Linked DNA regions of Gossypium hirsutum: regions 1, 2 and 3 are each linked to region 4. Evidence: chromatin contacts called from public Hi-C data. All regions are on one chromosome and are shown on one strand. The core of a region is the stretch at or near the end of the contact, and the rest is flanking DNA. Distances in the headings are between cores, read along the strand shown. Region 1 holds the start of LOC107961628 (fatty-acid-binding protein 2). Region 2 holds the start of LOC107963364. Region 3 holds the start of LOC107961624 (phosphoinositide phosphatase SAC3). Region 4 holds the start of LOC107961635 (DNA cross-link repair protein SNM1).

What was found. A called contact is a pair of places that touch in the nucleus more often than the background predicts.
Region 1: a contact with region 4 is called in a Hi-C map of leaf, with 2.1 times the contacts expected there. The contact joins the promoter of LOC107961628 here to the promoter of LOC107961635 in region 4. A contact is called at or near these places in 4 of 34 Hi-C or Micro-C datasets (all in leaf).
Region 2: a Hi-C map of leaf shows a contact between it and region 4, with 8 times the contacts expected there. The contact joins the promoter of LOC107963364 here to the promoter of LOC107961635 in region 4. A contact is called at or near these places in 10 of 34 Hi-C or Micro-C datasets (callus, hypocotyl, leaf and 1 more).
Region 3: a contact with region 4 is called in a Hi-C map of leaf, with 3 times the contacts expected there. The contact joins the promoter of LOC107961624 here to the promoter of LOC107961635 in region 4. A contact is called at or near these places in 4 of 34 Hi-C or Micro-C datasets (callus and leaf).

What each region holds. Positions count from the first base shown.
Region 1 is chrA06:23,514,858-23,520,016 of Gossypium_hirsutum_v2.1, forward strand. It overlaps LOC107961628 (fatty-acid-binding protein 2), which reads right to left and starts at 3,376. Exons shown (of 11, transcript XM_016897681.2): 1 at 3,180-3,376; 2 at 1,985-2,622; 3 at 1,659-1,878; 4 at 1,153-1,228; 5 at 944-1,046; 6 at 640-708; 7 at 399-435; 8 at 211-285; 9 at 74-125. The coding sequence starts at 2,508.
Region 2 is chrA06:24,285,479-24,290,340 of Gossypium_hirsutum_v2.1, forward strand. LOC107963364 reads right to left here and starts at 2,296. Exons shown (of 2, transcript XM_016899912.2): 1 at 1,069-2,296; 2 at 563-679. The coding sequence starts at 2,156. The coding sequence ends at 625.
Region 3 is chrA06:23,373,417-23,378,295 of Gossypium_hirsutum_v2.1, forward strand. LOC107961624 (phosphoinositide phosphatase SAC3) reads right to left here and starts at 3,561. Exons shown (of 16, transcript XM_016897676.2): 1 at 2,769-3,561; 2 at 2,391-2,595; 3 at 2,131-2,296; 4 at 1,787-2,009; 5 at 1,600-1,676; 6 at 1,248-1,435; 7 at 1,053-1,150; 8 at 671-804; 9 at 386-514; 10 at 1-46. The coding sequence starts at 2,882.
Region 4 is chrA06:23,809,376-23,814,515 of Gossypium_hirsutum_v2.1, forward strand. It overlaps LOC107961635 (DNA cross-link repair protein SNM1), which reads left to right and starts at 2,048. Exons shown (of 10, transcript XM_016897692.2): 1 at 2,048-2,925; 2 at 3,020-3,217; 3 at 3,758-4,162; 4 at 4,471-4,534. The coding sequence starts at 2,227. It overlaps LOC107961634 (a long non-coding RNA gene), which reads right to left and starts at 1,896. Exons shown (of 5, transcript XR_001701330.2): 1 at 1,540-1,896; 2 at 1,123-1,234.

The DNA.
Region 1 (5,159 bases), core at 2,126-4,625, 290 kb before region 4:
TACCTCAGAAAATTATCTCATTGAAGTTGTTACTGTTGGAGAAGGGATTAAATAGAACAAGAAAGAAACCTACTTTTGGTAATTAGTTGTCCATCAGCTGTCCGCTGAAAGTCAATTATTGTTCCCTGCAATATCCAGTAGGGTTAAGTTGACTTGCTGCTGCATTAGATCAAATAGAACAAAGATATATGAAAGATGAAGGAAATTAACTGCAGGCAATGGAATATCTTGAGTGAAGTAGGAACCAAATGTACTGAGGCAGCGATAATCAGTGTTGGGATTTGTCTGGTAGTAAGTTAAGAAGTTTGTTAAAAGTCCAGCACGTCCGTGAAGGCAAATAAAAGAGGAAAGAAGATAGTAGAAGGGAGGATTAAAATGCACCAACTTCAATTGCTTACCTTTACTAAACGAGCACGAAGAGATTTTTCAAATGCACTGCAACATACACAACAAAAGTCATTAAGTCACTCATCAAACTGAAAATTAATGATAGACACTTGTATGTCTTACCACAAGAGCCTTGAACCTAATCAATCTATTGTTCTCGCATAAAGCAGTTTCCAAGTGAGTGGCATGCAATTATGAGTATTAAGTTGACAAAATCTTCAAAGGTGAAAGAAATGGAGAAAAAGAACTTACTCTCTTACTGTATTGACTTTCATCCCATTGCAGTTAACAACTAGCCTTACAGTCATACCAATATCCTCGCTACACACATATAGAAAAAGCACCATAAGAAAATAGGCAAAGAAAAGACTTCAGTCTGCATAGACAAAAAGGGAACAAGAAAACAAGACTGAGCTTGAAATCCATGCCAACTCATGGCTTTGAAGTTGAACACACAGTTTATGAATGTTCCAAGTCCTCAATAGAGCCTTGATTGGCATTTTGGAGCAGTTAAACTTCTAAACAAACTGTCTTGAGCATGGAAATTCTTAAGTACCTAAGAAGATCCTGATAAAAGTCATTGTGTTTGTTCAGTTCATCCACTGGAATAGAGGCATACTTTGCACCCAATTTCTTGCAAACAGAGTATGGATGAATATCTATAAGGGGAAAGGAAAATCAAGAATAAGTAGTTGAAGCACTAGGAAAAGCACGTCATTAATAACACAAGGTAGGAGGAATGAAGCAAAATCCACAAGCACTTACAAAAACCAAATGCATACACCTTCAGAGACTTAATTTTGATGATCTTCATGGTTCTTGATCCAGTACCAACAAGCACCTAAAAGCATAGAGACATGGTCTAAGTTATTGTAAAAAGAAACAAGAACCGCCAACATGTAAAGAATGACCAGATCATGTTAAAGTGATGCAAGTCCCCAGTGTGACTATTCAAGCTTGACCTAATGATGTTTTGTGATTCAAATTCCATGGCCAACCTATGGAAACTTTAAAATTGGTTGGTTTAAATTTTCAACAAAGGTGTCCATAATGCATCTAAGCAACCATGGAAAGCAAATGGCTAAGAGCATTTTAAAAAAGAAATAAGTTTCCAGAGAGCACATAAACCTACATTGTGAATATATTAAAATATAAATAGGCTGCTTAACTGATGCAAGAGAAACAGAAAAAAAAAAGCATATCACAGATGATTGATACAGAGTGGGTTACGGAATGTCAGACTAGCAGCAGCAATGTCCACAATGTTTTACCTCGGAAGCTAAACTAGAATTATTCTGTGTATCTAACATGTTATCCAATATAGTTGGGAACTCAATGCCAGTTCTGGGTTCAATAGCAAGTCGTCTTCGGTTCAAATCTAGAAAAGATAGACTGCCACATCCTTGACCGACTTCACAAGGCCTTCGATCCATGAGTTCTTGCATTTGAAGTTCAGTGTTATCAAGTGGAACAGCTAGTACCTTTGAAGATCTGATCACATTAAATCAAACAGCTCAATCAAAGAAAACCATGTGAACAGACAAACACAACAAAGAAAGGTCAAAGACAATGTAATTTGTGAGATAAAAAACCTTACAAGTTGTCTAATGGTGGTATCAAAGCTGCAGCTAATGATAGCAAAGGAATGTGTCGGAGTGCTTCTGCTTCTCCAAAGAAGCTTCTCATTGCAAAACTCGAAATTTTACCAAAAACAAGAGGGGTGCCAAATAGGCCTCTTGAATCAGAGGCAAACCGACATCCAGCAAGATTATTCTTACAAGAAAATAGGTGCTTAACCAGAGCTGAAGATTCACAACTCCTAGATTCCAAACCACATTGATTACCAGATGATATATCCCTACTCAACTTCGAAGTTGACATACTAGAGAACCAAAACAGTATAGCCCCTGTAAACTTCGACATACAACTAAAAGCTTCTCGAAATGTGAGACTACCAGGTACATACAAATGTTTAGAATGGTACAAAGAGCTGTCAAGAAACGAACTAAACTGCGAAAACAAGTGAGCTCCAAAACCATAAGAAACAAAGGGCTCCAAGGGAAAAATATATGGAGACCCTCCTCCATCTAAATCCATGAAAAACAACCAAGTATTCCGCATACTTTGGACTTCAGCTATATGCCCAATCCAGAAATCTTAACCTTTTTTTTCCTTTTTTTTTCTGAACTGAGCAAATTGGGTGGTAAAGTTTACCACCCTTAGAGAAAAAAGGACCTTCAGAGAAAGAAAATGATGATCCAATTAGAATTCAATTATGATCCATTAAGAACAAGGAAGCATTTAGTAAATAGAATTACCCTTTGATGAGAAGAATAATAATAATAGTAAAAACGTACAAAACCTAAGCATAAATAATTGAGAAGCCAAAGGAACCAACAATGTATTTTTGAATAAAAATGAATAAATCAATTCATTTAACATTCAGTACAATGAAAGGTAATATTTTTCCTTTTTATAATTAATAGAAGTAATCTTTGTTCCTAGAAAATGAGCAAAAAAAAATATAGCCGTAAAATAAGGAAGGTAATCACCAGAAGCAATGCTAACAAGAAATTCATCAAATGCAACCAAAAAATAAAATAAAAGGTAAATAATTCTAAATAAATTCTTTACAGGAAACATCAACAAAATTTTCGAGAAAAATAGGTGAAAAGAAAAAAAAAGTTGAAAACTGCAAAATTTAACAAACTTCTTTTTTTTTTCTTTTGGATCAAAAATTTCATAAAAAAGAAAACCGAAAATGCAAAGAAAATGATACCTGAAGAACGCACCTTAAATCACAAGGAAAGAAAATTGCATGTGGAGATCAAGAGATTCAGATTAGGGAGACGGAAATTAGGGTTATTTTTTCCAAAAAAAAAAATTTCTTTCGTTAGTTTTTCAAGGAGGTTTTTATTTGATGGGAGAGAGAAAGGAATATGCTGTGTTAAGGGGAAAAAAATAGGCAAAAGGTGAAGAAAACGAAGTCACAGTGATTCAAAGCTATGGGAAGGACAAAAGTGGAAAATTAATAAAAATTTTATTTCTTTATTTTGAACTTTTTGGTGACGGTGACGGTTTGGCCCCCACTTTATATTGTAACAATTTCCCACTCAATTAATTAACTAGTGAGGGTTCCAACTCTAATGTTTCTAGTATTGCAATTAACCCTTTTCTTTTTTAGATATTATTTAAACAAATAAAGTTCACCAACTATGCATAGATTTCATTTTTAGATATTATTTCGTTTTAGTAATGTTAGATAACGCAATATTAAAGGTTTTAAGTGGGGGTAAATGTTATATGTAGGTTTTTGTTTTAATATTTTATTTTGGGTTTAAATTTTATTATGTATACGTTTCTACAATTTTATTGTAATTTAGGTATCAATATATTTTAATTTTTAGCTTGTCTCTGCTTTGTTTTGATTTTGTTTTAGTTCTAATTCATCCAACATATATTACTTGTGATTTATATTTGTATTATATTTGTAAACTCTTTAAAAGTAAGGGTTTTTTTTTACTTAAGTAATATAAAATAATTAAATAAATATTGAAATGGGATAAAGGCAGTAATATTTATTAATCTAGGTATGAGCTACAGTTAAAAATCAGTGCAGTCTGACCTATCAGCGGCAGCCCTCTCTCCAGTCACCGGTCACATCAAATTTTTAAAAAATTAATATTTTTTATGGGTGCTGGTCAATCAAAGGCACCGAACTGAAATGCAATGACCTAAAATATTTAGGGGCCTGATATGTAAATTTTTCATTTTGATTGAAAATCTTTAAAGGTGCCACTAACACCAAACTTCAAATAGGATAAATTTCATCATAAACCCTTCTTGCTTATTATTTCTTTTTATTTTCCTTCAACACAAAAAATAGAAAAGCCTCTTATCGGTTAGTCCAAAATATTTTTTTACTAAAAAGTATTTTTGTAAAAAGTTGATTCCAACTAGAAATATATTTTATTTATTTTTTAAAACATAATTTTTTTGTTCAAATAATTTTTTTGTAAAATTATTTTTCGAAAAATTATTCGAACTAGAATAAAATAATTTAAAAAAAATACTTTTCGAAAAATAAATGAAATTTATTTCCAATTGAAATCGGCTTTTTTACAAAAAAAAACTTTTTAATAGAAAAAACTTTTTGGACTAATTGGTAATAAGCCTATCTGTTTTTGGTGTTGAAGGAAAGTAAAAGAAAATAAATAAGAAGAGGTTATTAAGCAATTTACCCTTTTGAAGTTTGGTGCCGCCAACCTGTCAGGTGACATCCTTAAAGCTTTTCAATCAAAATGGTAAATTTACATATTAGGTCCCTAAATATTTTAGGTCATCATATTTTAGTTCAGTGCCGCCAATTGACCAAGTGGCACCCATAAAAAATTATATTTTTTTAAAACCTGATGTGACCGGTGGCTGGGGAGAGAGGTGCAGTCAATTGGTCAAGCGACACAAGTTTTTTATGGTAGTTTCTGCCTAGATTCGTAAATATTACTGCCTGTAACCCATTTCAATATTTATTTAATTATTTTATATTATTTCGGTAAAAAAACCTTAAAAGAAACAAATAAAAGTTATTTTATGCCAATGAGGATTTAGTAGTATTGGCAAAGGCTAAGACCATGTGACCTTGTGTGCTCATGTTTGGGTCACACTATGTGCTAATGCCAATTATGAGTTTTCCTTCATAATATATTAAAATATGCTTCAAGTACTCTTCATACATTTTGAATTTAACCCCTTCACTTTTCAGATTTTTAATT
Region 2 (4,862 bases), core at 1,046-3,545, 480 kb after region 4:
ATAATTTTTTTTTATATCAGATTTAATAATTTTGTTGAAAAATCTCAAATTTGGTGCAAAAATTTGGACTTAATCCGATATTCTAACTCTTGAATAAAGCATCACATTTATGCCATTTTCACTATAAACCGAGGAAACAAGTGAATTAAAGTTACTGTATGTAATCTTTAATATTTTATTGCAATTAATAGGTATAAAATTAATCAATAACCGAAATTACATATCTCTTCCATTTTCGCAAATTACATATAATATCATTTATAAATAACCAAATAATAATTTTCCATAGGGAAATCGCATGCAGGTGAGCTGGAAAACTAGAAGAAGAGAAGATGAGAAAAATACAAAGAAAATTGTTGGTGTTGGAAAATTTAGTGCAAAAAGCAAACTCCTCTCTTGATACTTGATACCGACATTTTATGTTATTTTCTTCAATGGCTTTGCCACTTGCCACCTTTTCTAATTTTTTTTTCTTTTTTACATTGAGATATCTCTAAAAGTACTAGAGGTAAAAAGAAAAAATAAAAATAAAAAAGTATGGGAGAAAGGGACTTAATCAAAATAAAAAACAAAAGGGAGGTGAGATGCTATTGCTTAATTAAAAACGTAAACAATCCTTGTGAATTAAGCCAGCCAATGCCAATCCCCATCAATTCCTTCAATTTCTCCAATATTCATGCTGTGAATCACAACAATACATATCAATAAAACAAAATTTTAAAAAAAATCTCAAGGACTGATCTATTTCACTCAATTTCTTAAGAAAAGCCCATGCGTTAAGCTTTAATGGGCCTTTTTGGGCTCTTACAGCCAGAAGCTTTTGTAAGCATGAAGGCACGGCATCCATTGGGTGCAACTTTATTATGTTTTACAGAAAACGAGGCAAATTTGACTCTTTTCTTGGTAAGAATCAGGTAAATTACTGCATTTTACCAAATTTTGACCCTCAATTAGATCCAATTTGAGAGAGTTTCTAAATTTCCAATGTATGAATGAGCATGGTGAAAAAATCGTAATTTATACGTTCTGAAACACTTGTTTTATGTTTTTGAAAATCTGGGTACTTACCAAGGTAAGGCAGAATCAGAATCCTGGAAGTAAGAATCTGGGAAAAGATTATTGAAATGGTGGTGCTGCAAGCCACAGTCATTTGCATTCAACCAGGCAGGGAGTTCCATGACTTGATCAAATGGTTGGTGGTACCCATCATCCTCACCTTTCACTTCATTCCCATCTTCCATACTCTTCAAGAACTTGAACCACCATGCTGATGTTACCAAATTCACAGTGTCATTCCACTCTATTTGATGCTTCTCTCCTAATGATCTCATCTCCGCCATTCCCTCATCGTCCATAGCTTGATGCAGGCCTCCCCCACCGTAGGATGCTGTTGAATCGGCCATAGTCCCAGGCCCCACTTCATGTGACACTGCAACTGAAGGCACATCTTCAGTTACAACTGATAGAGTTGGGGAAGATGAGGATGATGAAGATGAGTAGATTGATGGGTTATTACTGTTATGGTAAAGGTTGGAGTCTATGTTGAAATCCTGAAAGTTAAGGTTTAGACCTAGGGTTTGGTCTGGTAGGTTCAAAGTGTGTGCAGTGGATGTAAAAGGACTTGGAGAAGAAGGAGGCCAACTATAGGAATGGGAAATATAGTCTAAATTATAGGTAGACAAGTTGTTTGTTTTTGGTTCTTGCTCAAAAGGTTGTGGGAATGAAGGAGAAGGCTGAAGCGACCGTGATGATTGCTCTTCTTGTTGCTGTTCATTGGCTTGTTTCATGGCAGCTCTGTGGAACTTGAGTGCAGTGACAATTTCTCTCCTAGCTTCAGCCATGTTAAGCATCCTTTGTTGGTAAGGCCTGCGGGTATGAAATCTCCTCCGAACCTGTTTCTTTAGTTGTTTAGGTGGTGGGTTTGGTTCCACCTGGCTCTGTGTCTGTGGTGTAGCACTAAAACCCTCACCAAATTTGCTCAAAATTTGGCCATTAACGCAATCAGGGTCTTTGGCACTTCTGGAAGTGGTGAGTTGTTTAACCAGGCTACGAATGTAAGCACCAGACAGCTGAGGAGTCTCATCTTTGTGACTGTTTCTAATTCTATCAATTTCCATTCCTTCTTTTGCTTCTTGCTTGGAACATCGACCCTTCATATCTAACTTTTATTTTTTTTCCAACTTAGTACCGTAGAAAGAGAAAGGTGGTTTGAAAGATCATGGGGGTGTTATTTTTTCCTCAAAAAATCTAAAAGGCAATGTACAGAAATGCAGAGAGAGGTGCAGGAGACTGAAGTTTCACAAAGGAAGGGGGTGTTATAAATACAAGCTGACCTAGGGTTTGTAAATTGTTTTGGATTTTTCCTTGTTTTGGCAATCAACACTTGTTACCCTTTATTTACATGTTTGTTTTAGGCTTACTACTTTCCTTTACTAAACTGCCCTCCTCTTTCAACTACATTTACATTTCATTCATGCCTGGGAAGATCAATCCCGCAGTCCCACTTAATAATACACTGGGGTTTCATATGCTTTTATCTTACTTGCATGTGTCTAAAAAAAGACAAAAGAAACAGAAATGCGATGATGAAGCTTAAATATATTTTATTACATAGAAGGATTTGGTTGCTGTTGATCCTCATTATGTCAAAGGGGACAGCTTCTGAATTACTAGGCAGGATTCAGCAAATGGTCTCTTCTTCTCTTGGGTAAATTGGATTGATATTTTAGCATGTAATTTCTTCATTTTAACCGGTGATATATGTATGTGAGGGAATTTTAGGGCAAAAGCAAGGGTTATTCTGGTATCTTGTCTGAAAGTACGATGGGACCAGGCTATGCCTGTGAAGAACCTACACTTCCAAAAGTCTTAATACTACAACTACAAGAGATGACTGACAAAGGAATCTCCATTACTGTTGTAATGTAGCCTTTTTTTATATTTTGGAAAAATAGGAGAAAATTTCCAATATTTTGCTGTTTAAAAACAAAGAGATGGACAAGATTTTTAGACCCTTTCTGAAGACGTTGTTCAGAAAGTTAAAAGACAAGAATTTTCCATACCATCGTCTCCATCATCAATACTTTTACTCCAATTGCAGGTGGCTAGCAGCGTCTAAGATATGGCTTCTGTGGTTTTTATTCAACCCTTTCTGGCGCCAATAATAGTGAAAATAAAACATGGAGTAAGAGACATTGTTACTGCTGTCAATAATAGATATTATGTTTATTTTATATTTGTGTAGAATTTACACATGATTTTTGTAATAAATACCTCGTCACCTTTACTTCGTCTGGTCCCAACATCGTTTATGCAAAACAACTATGTCCCTCGTAGATGTATCCACGCTCGACACATTTACATGTTTTTGGTCCACCTTGTGAAGGATATGTGTTTAGTTTCCTTTGCATGAAACACACGTGGGGTTTTATCTGCTCTATGTCAATCTCATTAACGTCTATTATACTCCCTAAGTAGCCAACCACAACAACACTAGCACAATCCACGTGTCTAGATCTAAGGCTAAAGAATGATCACCTTCGCCTATAAATACCTATTCTTAGTCTTGGTAGAGGTCTTCTTCTTCAATCATCCACCCTATGCTATATACTCTTTTATTATCCTCTTCCAACGGCTCTCAATACTTCTCCATTGTGTGAACTGTCATCCTTTTTTTTTACCTTTTTATAATCATCGACAATTGATGTGGTGAGTATGGACAATATGGTTCATCATGAGGGAACCATCCTTGGAAAACCCATTGTACCCTCCAATCCTACTACCTAGCTTGTTGGCCAAACATACAATCCTCACTCAACACATCCTTAAAACCCCTATAATGACATTCATGAAAGCTAGTATCGTCCACAACCTAGGTACAACATTGCTCCTCCTTCACCAAACTTATGCCCGATGCCAACATCTAATGAACAAACATCATAAAAACTTAATTCCAACCCTAGCTCTTACTCCCAATAATTTCTAGAACTACAAGAATAAACAAGGGCTTTAAGAGACCAAAAAACACGACAATAGTTGAGGTATGAACAACAATGTCAGCAATACCAATAACAACTCTAGCAAAATAATAAAATAATAAAAGAGTTGAGAGCAAGTCATAATCCCCCTCTCAGTTCCAAACTCAACATGATAAGGTTGTTTCCTCTCTTAATGCTCAAGGTCAAGGTCATAACTCACACTTAGAATACTTAACAGAATAGGTTTTCCCTTACAACAGCAACAAGCCTGGCATGATGAAATTGAGGCATTAAGATGAGACATTCAAGCTTTTAAAGCTTAATGAAGGACATGGAGTGACTATCTTGTTGTAATAACCCCTTTGTACTTGAGAACACAATTGTTGACTTGTTGCAATCTTTCAAATTCCTCAAAGAAATTTATTAAAGGGATAAAGACTTAGGTGAGCAGTTAATGTGATATAATGACTACACAAATATCCTAGGAGCCTTTGACACTTTTAAATGCGAGCCTTTCCCACTACTTTGAGGAGAAACACTAAGAATTGGTATTTGTCTCTTCCTAAAAGATCTATTCGTAGCCTTGAACAACTTGGTTACCAATTCCTAATTCATATTCGTGCATACTAAACAGTTTTGAAAACACCTATAAGCCTTCTAGCCTTTAGATAAAAACCTATGACTACGGATATGAGGGATTTTAAAAACTTGTGGTCATCGACGCATTTTGTAACGCCTTTGACTCTACCCGAATCACCGGATCTAGATATTGGATGTTACAACTCAAAAACACTTAATAGAAAATTTATACAATATGCGTAAACTATAGCTAAACATACTTCGTATTAGTTTTGTACTGTTTTATAATGTAAAAGAGAATATAAT
Region 3 (4,879 bases), core at 2,311-4,810, 430 kb before region 4:
ATTGTTGAGATATTTATGGTGTGACATGTCACTATCATCAATATTCCTGTATCATAATTTCAGAACCAAAATGCCATTTTCAGCTTGTTGCAGATAGCAAAAAAAAAATCTTCAATATTTATAACAAGGCATTTATTAAAATTCAACCATATTACATTACACTATAAGATACAAATCCATAATTCATAAAGCCATTTTTTAATGCAAGAATCTAAAATGCAGCAAATTCAAAATTCTAACTTAAGGGATTTTAAAAATTGCAGACTTCTGAACTAAGAGATTTTTTGGGTACCCAGACAACATTCTCTAGTATGTTTTGGATTACAGCCATATTTAAAAAAAATTCATATATAAAACTCGAAGTTGCTGAATGTGGAAAACATACTCAACAGAAGGCCAAGCCATGCACTCCTCAGGTTTCAAGGTAGAAGTCGGCCGACAATAAAAGAAACCTGTTAGCATTAATGCATATGCAGCCACTTTTCCCAAGAGTAGCAAAACATTTGTCGCTTTGCTGGAAGGAACAAATGAAAGTTTATTTCTGTTGGTTAGGAATCAAACTCTAAAAAAAAAATGAACCAATGCTAAAGAGCAAAGAGGAATATAGAGAATGGGAAAGAAAGCAAAATGCGTGTTAGTTTAAGGACCAAATAACAAGCTTATGGCATACCTCCGAGAATATTTGTGTAGATCCCAGTGAAGGAACCTCAACCGATTCTCCTCTGACAAATCTTTATTTATAACATCAATTGCATTTGCAAACTCTTGACGAAGAATCGACTCTCGAGGCTTCTTCTCTTGTGTCTGCTTATAAAAAAAAACAGTAACATACAGAATCTTATCATTAAATCAGTGATATCATAGAGCTACATCAAATTACTCCACTAGCCTGCCCCTTCCCCCCCCCCCCCAAAAAAAAAAAATTGTAGATTTTCTACACGCATTATCTTTAAGAAACATAGCAGTTATGTAATAGTAAAACAAAATAAAAAGACTGGTATGAAGATGACATATAGCCAAAAAGGGATAGTGGGTGATATAATTAAACTTACCTTAATCAAATTTAAAATAATTATAGGGTTGCCATATCTTTTGACAAGATTTTGAAAGTGAAGTCTGGTTGCTTCATAATTTTTGTCCTTCTTTGACACTGGGAAAAGAGAAAACAGGGTTAGTTTTCCTTTTCCTGAACAAAAGAAAATGCCTGCAGTAACACCTGAAGTACTCCAACAATTACAAGCACGTACATATGATATCTGGTTTAAGATTCAATCGTGAGGTTTCTTGTGACCAAAAGAGCGGAATTGAGCCTCGGTTCTGGACAACAGAAGTTATTTCCGCAGGAAGCCCATCAGGGACATCCTCGAAGACAATCTGCTCTGTCTCAACATCATTAGCTACTCTGCCTTTTTCATTTACTCCTCGTTTTAGATACCTACAAAAATAATTGTATGCACATGCAGACAAGCAGTTTCAACCCATAACTATGTTACAGAAAATAACAACGGTATTAAGGATAACCAAGTTAAATTGCATCTCATAGCGCTCTACAATAACAAAACTAAGCTTTTTCCCCTTAATGGGGGACAACTTTCTTACCTGGTACCAGCATAGTGACGGGAGCGTCTTGAAATAAGCGTCAGTTTGAAGTCCCTTCCAGATACAGAAAGTGTGGCCTATATTCATGTAGCCCAATGTCAAACTATGAAGCTAATAATCCATTAATATGCACAACAGGAAATAAAAAATTAGCTAACGATAACTTAAAATGAGGACTGTCCTTAACCTGCTTAAAGAAGCCATACACCAATGCAACTGTCCATAAAGTATTCTGGAGGTGATTGCGTATCCCTCGAGTTAGGAACTCATTCCACACAAACATGGTCTCATAAAGAACCTGACCTGGTTCATTATTACACAAGTTCTTTTGAAGACTAAGCATGACATGGTATGAATAGCTGAAGAAGAAGTCCTTTGTCAGATCAACCGTGCATAAGAGCTTCTTGTATCTAAACAAAAGACAAAACAAGTAATATCGAATTAAAAACTAAATGCAAAATGCACAATAGAAAAGGCACTTTGTTTGAAAAATGGAAACAAAGTGTATTAGCAAACAGAAAAGAAGAAGACCTATTCTCATCCTTAGAGTCAACAATGCTTGAATTAACAGTTGCATTTGGGACAGGAATCATCTCAGTCTTTGAAACCGCATATACGTTATGACCGCGAATTGAGCCAATCTGCCTTCTTTTTGTAATAAGCAGCATATAATAAGGCCCCAAAAATTTAATAAACCCTAAAACATGGAACAATTTTTACGTATTAGATTAACAACATTTGAATAAAATTAATAGTCTCCTAAAACCATAACCTAATTTCAACATCCATACCAACAATGCCATAACAAATTGTAACGAATCTCAATCCACCGGTGGATATATTTCCTTCATGTATCCGCCTCAACAACTCAGAGCATTCACTCTCTGTATACGTGGTAGAGTCTTCCCGAATGTTCAGCTCGGAAGGATCAAGCCGGTCTATCTTTAACACTCTCCAATAAGTTCTACTCTTATCCCTTCCAATCATATAAAAGTTCTGTACACAAACACCAAAATAAAAATAAGTTCAACATCAAAACAAATCTACTTAAGTAAAATTACATCAAAATCAAGTTGATAACAACGAAAATTAAAGATATCACAATGAGCTCAAAGCAAACAAATAAACAATAAAAAAAATTAAAAAACAGAAATGAAAGAAAAAATTACCGATCGAGTTTCGTAGAGTCTGAATTTCTGCATACATGTAGAAGTTTGAGATTGGGAGGAGCTCTCATGATTGTCAATGTTATCGCAGCAATATTTTGCAGCGGAGGATTCCATGGTAAGCTTCTTTTTCCTCACCGTTGTTATTTTTCAATTTCAGGTTCAGATCTCCCCCCCGAGCCCCAGGCTCAGGGAATTTATCAGAAGAGCATGCACTAACGATGGAACTTTCTCGCTATTTACCTTTGGTTTACGTTGAGAGAAAAATCCATACCTCAATACGGAAATTTGCCTTATTCTTGCCAAACCACAATCGGTCCTCCTTTGCAAATAATGGAGCTTGGCTGCTTCAAATACAGCATCTTCTTTTGAAATCGAAAGAAGCAACAAGAAAACGGGAAACTCAGGAGACCTGGCTAAGGACGTTTGACCGACCTTTCCTTAATCCCTAACTCCAATTATCTTCCCCTTCACATCCAAATGTCAAACGCCGAATTTACCCCAAATTCGACATGATTTGTGATCTTTCTCCAATCAGGGCCGTAATTGCAGAGATCGAAAATAAAATTAAACAAGATTGTATTTATATATCATTTTAACATATAAAAACGGGAATCTTATCGTTTTTTCTTCTGTGCAGCGGGCTAAAAATAAAATTGGAAGTTTATAAAAGAAGGGAAGATCGAGATTTAGAGTTTATTTTTATTTTAGATGAAAAGGTAGCTGCTAGGTTAATATTAGTGATGTAGGAGCTGGGTTTCCTTTTTCCTTTTTTTTTTTTTTTAATTTCCTCTTAATCATGATGATGTCGTGTTTAAAACTACATCAAGAAAAGCCTAATTAATTAATTATATTATTTCCCTCTTCCACCCTTGTGCATCCCTCTACTTTTGCTTTCACTCCCTCTACTTCTCACACATTTTAAATTTAGTCTTTTCAGTTTTGATTGCGATTATGTGTATTTTTTAAATCCCATGCATCCAATGTTCAATTTGAAATGTAAACATCTTTATTTTGAATCTTGGTTTTTAACACTAGTTAGTGGTGTGTTTGTACACTACTTAACATTCTCTTTTGTTATTTAATAAATTCTAATACACTACTTACATTCTCTTTTCTTATTTAATAAATTCTAATTTTCTAGAACTTGTTTAACTAGCATTGTAATTCTTATGTCATGTTTAGTAATAGAAAATTATGAATAATATTTTAGAAAAAAGTAATTAAAGTTATCAACAAGTGGTTGGGTGTAATACTAAGGCACATTACACTTTTAAAGGAAAAATTTAAGTTCGAACATTAGAGATGACATTGTTAGAAGGATGGATAGTAATGAATCTTGAATATGAAATATAAAAGTACTTACTCATCTAATTTAAGGGATTTTTTTTTTTACTATCATATCAATTAGACTTCCATTGTTAAATTGAAATAGTTGATTAAATAGTTAAATTTTGAATTTTAAGGAAAATTGATAAATTTCACCCTTAAGTTTTATATTTTTTTGCCACTTTTAAAAAACAATTTGGCCCTCAATCTTGTATAAAAAGTTGAATTTGATGATCAATCTTTTTAAGAGAGTCGAATATTTTTTTAACAAAAATCTTGATTAAAACTTTAAATTTTTAATTTTTAAACATGGAAGCCTGTATAGCAATTCACATGTACTTGATGCTAATTTTTTGAAATTTTACAATTTATTTTTAAAAAATTGAATATGTTTATTGTTTTTAAATTATTTGTTGGACTGTCAAGTACACATAAACTATCATGTGGGCCATCACGCTAACATCGTTAAAAATTTGACATTTTAATTAGTATTTTTGTTAAAAATATAATTTAACTATTTTTAACATTGTTAACGACAAATTAAGCTAAAATAATAAGAAGAACCAAATTGACAAATATTATAAACATTAAAACTAAATTTATCATTATGTCAATTTGTATTATTATTATTTTAACTATTATTATTGAAGAAGTCTAAGAATACAATCACTAATAATATACATCCCATCCATTAAAATAAATATAAACTTAATATAAAATACAACTAAATTATAATCAAAATTTATTCGAAACTAAATTAGAAAAAAATTGTAGAATATTTATAC
Region 4 (5,140 bases), core at 798-3,297:
ATAGTTCAAGGGCCAATTTACTAATAAATCCTATTATATATATACACATTACATACATTGATCATAGTCGAATTCAAGAAGCAATATTACATAATCCATTTTCCGGCTTCAAAAACCAAGAATCCCCCTTATCAACTTTCTTACAACTACTGCTTGTATAAACTGAATGCCCAACAACCATTGCAAGATTCTTAAGCTTGGCATTCAGATAGTAATTACTGAAGTTTCCTATCATTTCTAAAAAACATGTACTCTTGATATTTTCGGCTTATTTTATCTTTAATAAATATTTCGGAAGAATTGATCATATAACTTGATCAAAAACATGTACTCTTGATATTTTCAACTTATTTTAAATGTACTTTAGCCAAATTTTTATTGAGGATATAGAGTAGAAGTTTATTTTTAACTAAAGAGTTTTACAACAAAATATCTAAGAGAACAATCCAAGAAAGTGAGTTTACGTATCACACATACTTAATTAATACCAAAATTTTTATTGAAGGTTAATTTGAATTGTACTTTGTGAATTGTAAGGCTGGGTTCAAGCTCACTAAGAGCCATATGGTAGCAAGAGTCCAGCTTAAAATGAAGCCTATAGGGTGAAAATAACAACATAAGAGGCTCATGACTCTCATCACTAAGACAACTAATCATAGTAAATATAAATTATTATTACTGGTAATAAAAGAAACTCAAAACTAGACAATAGAAGAAAGATATGATAGAAAACAGTGAAATCCATAAGCCATTCACCACAGAGCATTTTGTAAATGATTAGAACTAAATTATTGTCATTAAAGAGCAAGGCTTGCATAGATGGCTAGACTAGAGTACACTGCTTGAAAAATAAAAGAAGAAAAGCAGTTAAATAGGCAATAGCTTCAAGTTCTATCAAATTCATGTTTTTAGTCTCAAATTCATGGTGTTTGATTTTCTCTCAGATAGTATTGTCTAAGTTCTTTATTAAGTTCTATAAACAGTTGAGTTGTTTAGGCGGTGATTGTATAACTCTCTATAGAAGTAGAAGCAGAACCACTCGAACCAACTAAATACTATACCAGACATCTTTTTGGAAAAATGCCAATAAAACAATTAGAAAGAGTTAAGAAAAAATGTTACCTCTCTTAAGCGAGCTAGATTGCGACCATTCTCCCCATAAACAAAGTCAATAACATTCTCAGGAACTTTAATCTCTACAGTTGTATTTGTCACAACGGTAGATTTGTTTCCACTGCAAACATGGGTACATTAGTTATGAGAAACTGTCCGAAAGCGTTACTTCCCATTCCCCACTCCCAATTATATTTGGCCCCATATAACACCATTAAAGTTCAACAATATAAAACCAGCATCAATCTTCAAAATTATATAGGATATACTAAATTGATTTCGTATAATAACAAGATAAGATCTTGAGAATTTAATGTATTTAATTTAGATGGTTTACCATTACTGAAAAGAAACCTATTATTTCTACTAATTTAACGAAAAAAATAGAAAAAAAAAGGAAATCAAAATGGGAGAAAAAATAATTACAGGCAGATGAATCAATTGCAAATCTGGGAAAATCTTTGGCATATTAGAGATTTAGATGGAGACGGAGATAACCCTTTTGGTAAAACATAGATTTGCCATTTCCATTTTCAAGACTTTGAACTAGTCTTGTTAGGGTTACTAAAAGAGGCAGAGGAAATTGAAAGGAATAACAAAAAAGATAAAGGTTTATCTGAGGGAGGATTGCTACTGGTAGGAGACAAAGGAAGCAAAGGAGGTAAGGATTGAGATCAGGTTGAGTAAGAGCTTTTTGAGGTGAGAAAATCGGAGGATAAAATGGAAACGGGACTTATATTAATTGCGTATTTAGTGGTGATGAAACGGAATAAGAATGCCTCCTATTCCATGCTTAAACACATAATAGAATAGGCCCGTAATAGGCATTCTATTGAACCAAACTATGGTTTCTGGTAGGCCCACAAAATTGGATTGTAACCAAACATGCCCCTAATATTTTAAAATTTTAGTTAAAACGTTGAATGGGGTAGGTACGGTGACTTAGCAGTAGCCATCTTATTTTTGTTTGGTTCTTTCCTTTAAGGGAATGCCCCGTTTTCCCTCCAATGTGCCCCGTGAAAATAATTCAAATCCTAACCTTCCCGAGTTCCTCAAATCCAGTCTCTACCGTTTCGGCCACGCTCCGCTGAGTCCTCTCCCCAACATAGAGCAATGCTCTCAAGATCCACTGCATCCCAGCTTATCTACGCCGCTGCCGGCGACGACGACGACGACGATTTTCAAATTCCCCCAACTCAAACCCTTTCAGCTTCCCTAAAACCTACCTCACACAAAACCCCCCTTAAACCTTCCAACACTCCCCACCCTCCTTTCAAGAAACGCAAGCACTCCGCTAACCCTGGGAAAGAAAACGCCGTCGTTTCCGCCATTCCAGCAACTCGATCCGATGATCTCCCCGATCTTCACGATATTTGCGGCTTGGATTTAATACCTTCCAGCATCGATTCTAGTTTTGATTCAACCTCTGCTCAAAATAAGGAATCTGATACTGGAAAATGTGACGAGAAGAAAATGGAGTCATTGGAATTGACTAAAGGTTATATGTGTAATTCAGTAGAGTGGAGATTGATAAGGCCGATATCAGAATTAAGCGAGGGATTCCGTGAAGTTTGCGAGGAAGATGAGGAGCTTGATGAGTTACTTAAGCTATGCGATGAGGTGGAAGAAAAAGAAGAAGAAGTGTCTCGAGAAGAAGAAGAAGACAATGGAGTTGAAAATGAAAGAAATGGTGAAGACAAAGGTTCAGTTCCGTGTCCGCTTTGTGGGGTTGATATTACGAATTTGAATGAAGAGCAGCGGCTAGTTCACACCAATGGTTGTCTCGACAAGGTGGAGAATCCGCCTCCAAGAGTAAGTTCAATATTCATCTTCCTATGGTATAGTAATGCTTATTTGCTCTTCTTTGTGGTAATTGGCTTCCTGTTGTACATGTGATTATTCGTAGGTTGTTGTTCATTCTAGTGTTGACAGTGAGCTTCATAGCTTTCCTGAGGTTGTAGATGGTCCCCTTTCGTCTCCTCGACAAGTTGTTGATGTCTCCCCTGTTGTTAATTGGTTAAGTGGTCTTGGTTTAGCAAAATATGCCGCAGCTTTTGTCCGAGAAGAGGTTGATTGGGACACTCTAAAGTGGTTGACCGAAGAGGTATGCTGCTTAGACTGTCTCTTGGATACTCGTATTGAGTATAGTACTTCCATATGTTTTACGGCTCTGGAAAACTTTCATTATTCTCCTCTTACTTAGCTTTTCAAGTTTGATATCTGCATAAGCATATAATAGAAAAATTAAGAACAGGCATAGGGTCCAATATGCCATCACCCGGGAATAGGAAATGGTTTAGGAATGTGGATATCACCAGAATTTTTGTGGATCGGAAATTATCATTGTGGTAATTTAACAAAGAGATTATTGTTACAAAACTATTTGCGATAAGCATGAGAAGTTGCTAAAATATGAAATTTATGACTAGAAATTTCGTACTGTGCTAAAATCACGGAAGCTAGTTAATTATTTCTGAATAATATGAAGCCATCTTTCTTGTAGGTCCCAGATTGTCGTACTGTTGTAGTGTTGGCTGTTGTTTCATAGATGTTTCTTTTTCCTATTATTTCATATAAGTTTCACATGCCAGAGCTTGTTTCACTGGATGAAGCTCCCTTCTCCTCGTTTTTCTTCTTTTTGCAGGATTTGTTCAGCATAGGTGTTACTGCACTTGGCCCTAGGAAGAAGATTGTGCATGCTCTTAGTGAACTCAGAAAAGAAGGCTTACGTGCAGCTGAGCCACATATGGATCATCCCAGACATGAAAAAGGATCAGCCAAAAGCAACAAAAGAAAGATGCAAACCGAGCTTTCTAATGTTGCAGACGATGAAACTACTAAACCAGCTGTAAACAAGTTAATTACAGATTATTTTCCTGGCTACGTTTCTGATAGGAAGAAAGTTTGCACTCCAACAAGAGGACAGGATAGGTCTGACAAAGGACAATCAAGTTCTGGTCGAAGACCTGTGCAGAAAAATAATGTTAAAAATGGAAAACTAAAAGACATTCCTTCATGGTGTTGCATTCCTGGGACACCATTTCGAGTGGTAATGGGCCGTATCTGTTAATAACAATAACTTTCAGCTAATGCTTCTTAATAGCAAATAATTCTACCAGCAGCATGAGCTATTATTTCTCTTTATTCCACTGTTTTGCAAGCACCTTATATGTTTCATGGTTTCTTATGTATTGGCACTTATTAAGTACAGCTGTAATTATATATTTCCTTTTATGGATCTATTTGATACCTAACTGAACCAGGCTTTAGAAGATAAAATTAGTACTTTTCTCTAACATATTTTGGTACCTATGCTTTTTTGGTGTTTCTTAAGTTTATTCTAATTTACATTTTCAGGATGCTTTCAAATACCTTAGAGGAGATTGTTCCCACTGGTTTCTCACGCACTTCCATATGGACCGTAAGTTCAATAACAATTTTCTCATTCAGTATATTCTCAAATACATAGCAGGATGCTATTCGAGTGGTAGGATAGGGTGCTTAGCTTCCAACATATCCTTTTTTTGCAATATCTTTACTCAAATATGATGAATAGCATGCTTAAGTGGCTTTCGATGTTTTACAATTTTGTTTTATGTAGTATGATGCACGCAATTCTTCTGGTGGTCATTTATTTTTGGTCTTTTCAAACTTTTATATTGAGATAGCCAGCTTTGTTTTTTCATATAAATTCCCATCAGAGACCTGCCAACTAAAATTGAATTTATAATAGTTTCAGACCTGCAGCGATAAGAACTTTATTCTTATATTCTGTGTTTATTTTTATGTCTTCTTTTATATTATCATTTCTGTAATAACAAACAATGCAAGTCTCTAAGTGACACCCAATTAAACTCTTGGGGTAGACTGACCTGCTATAGTATATTTTTTTGTAAACGAGTCAAATTCGTTACTGATGTGAAAGTTAACTGAAGAGAATCTTTTCCATAATGATTTACCTTTCACTGTTGTATATTGGCTTTGATGTGCGGACAGATCCATGATTATTCTGTTCTGTTTTTATATT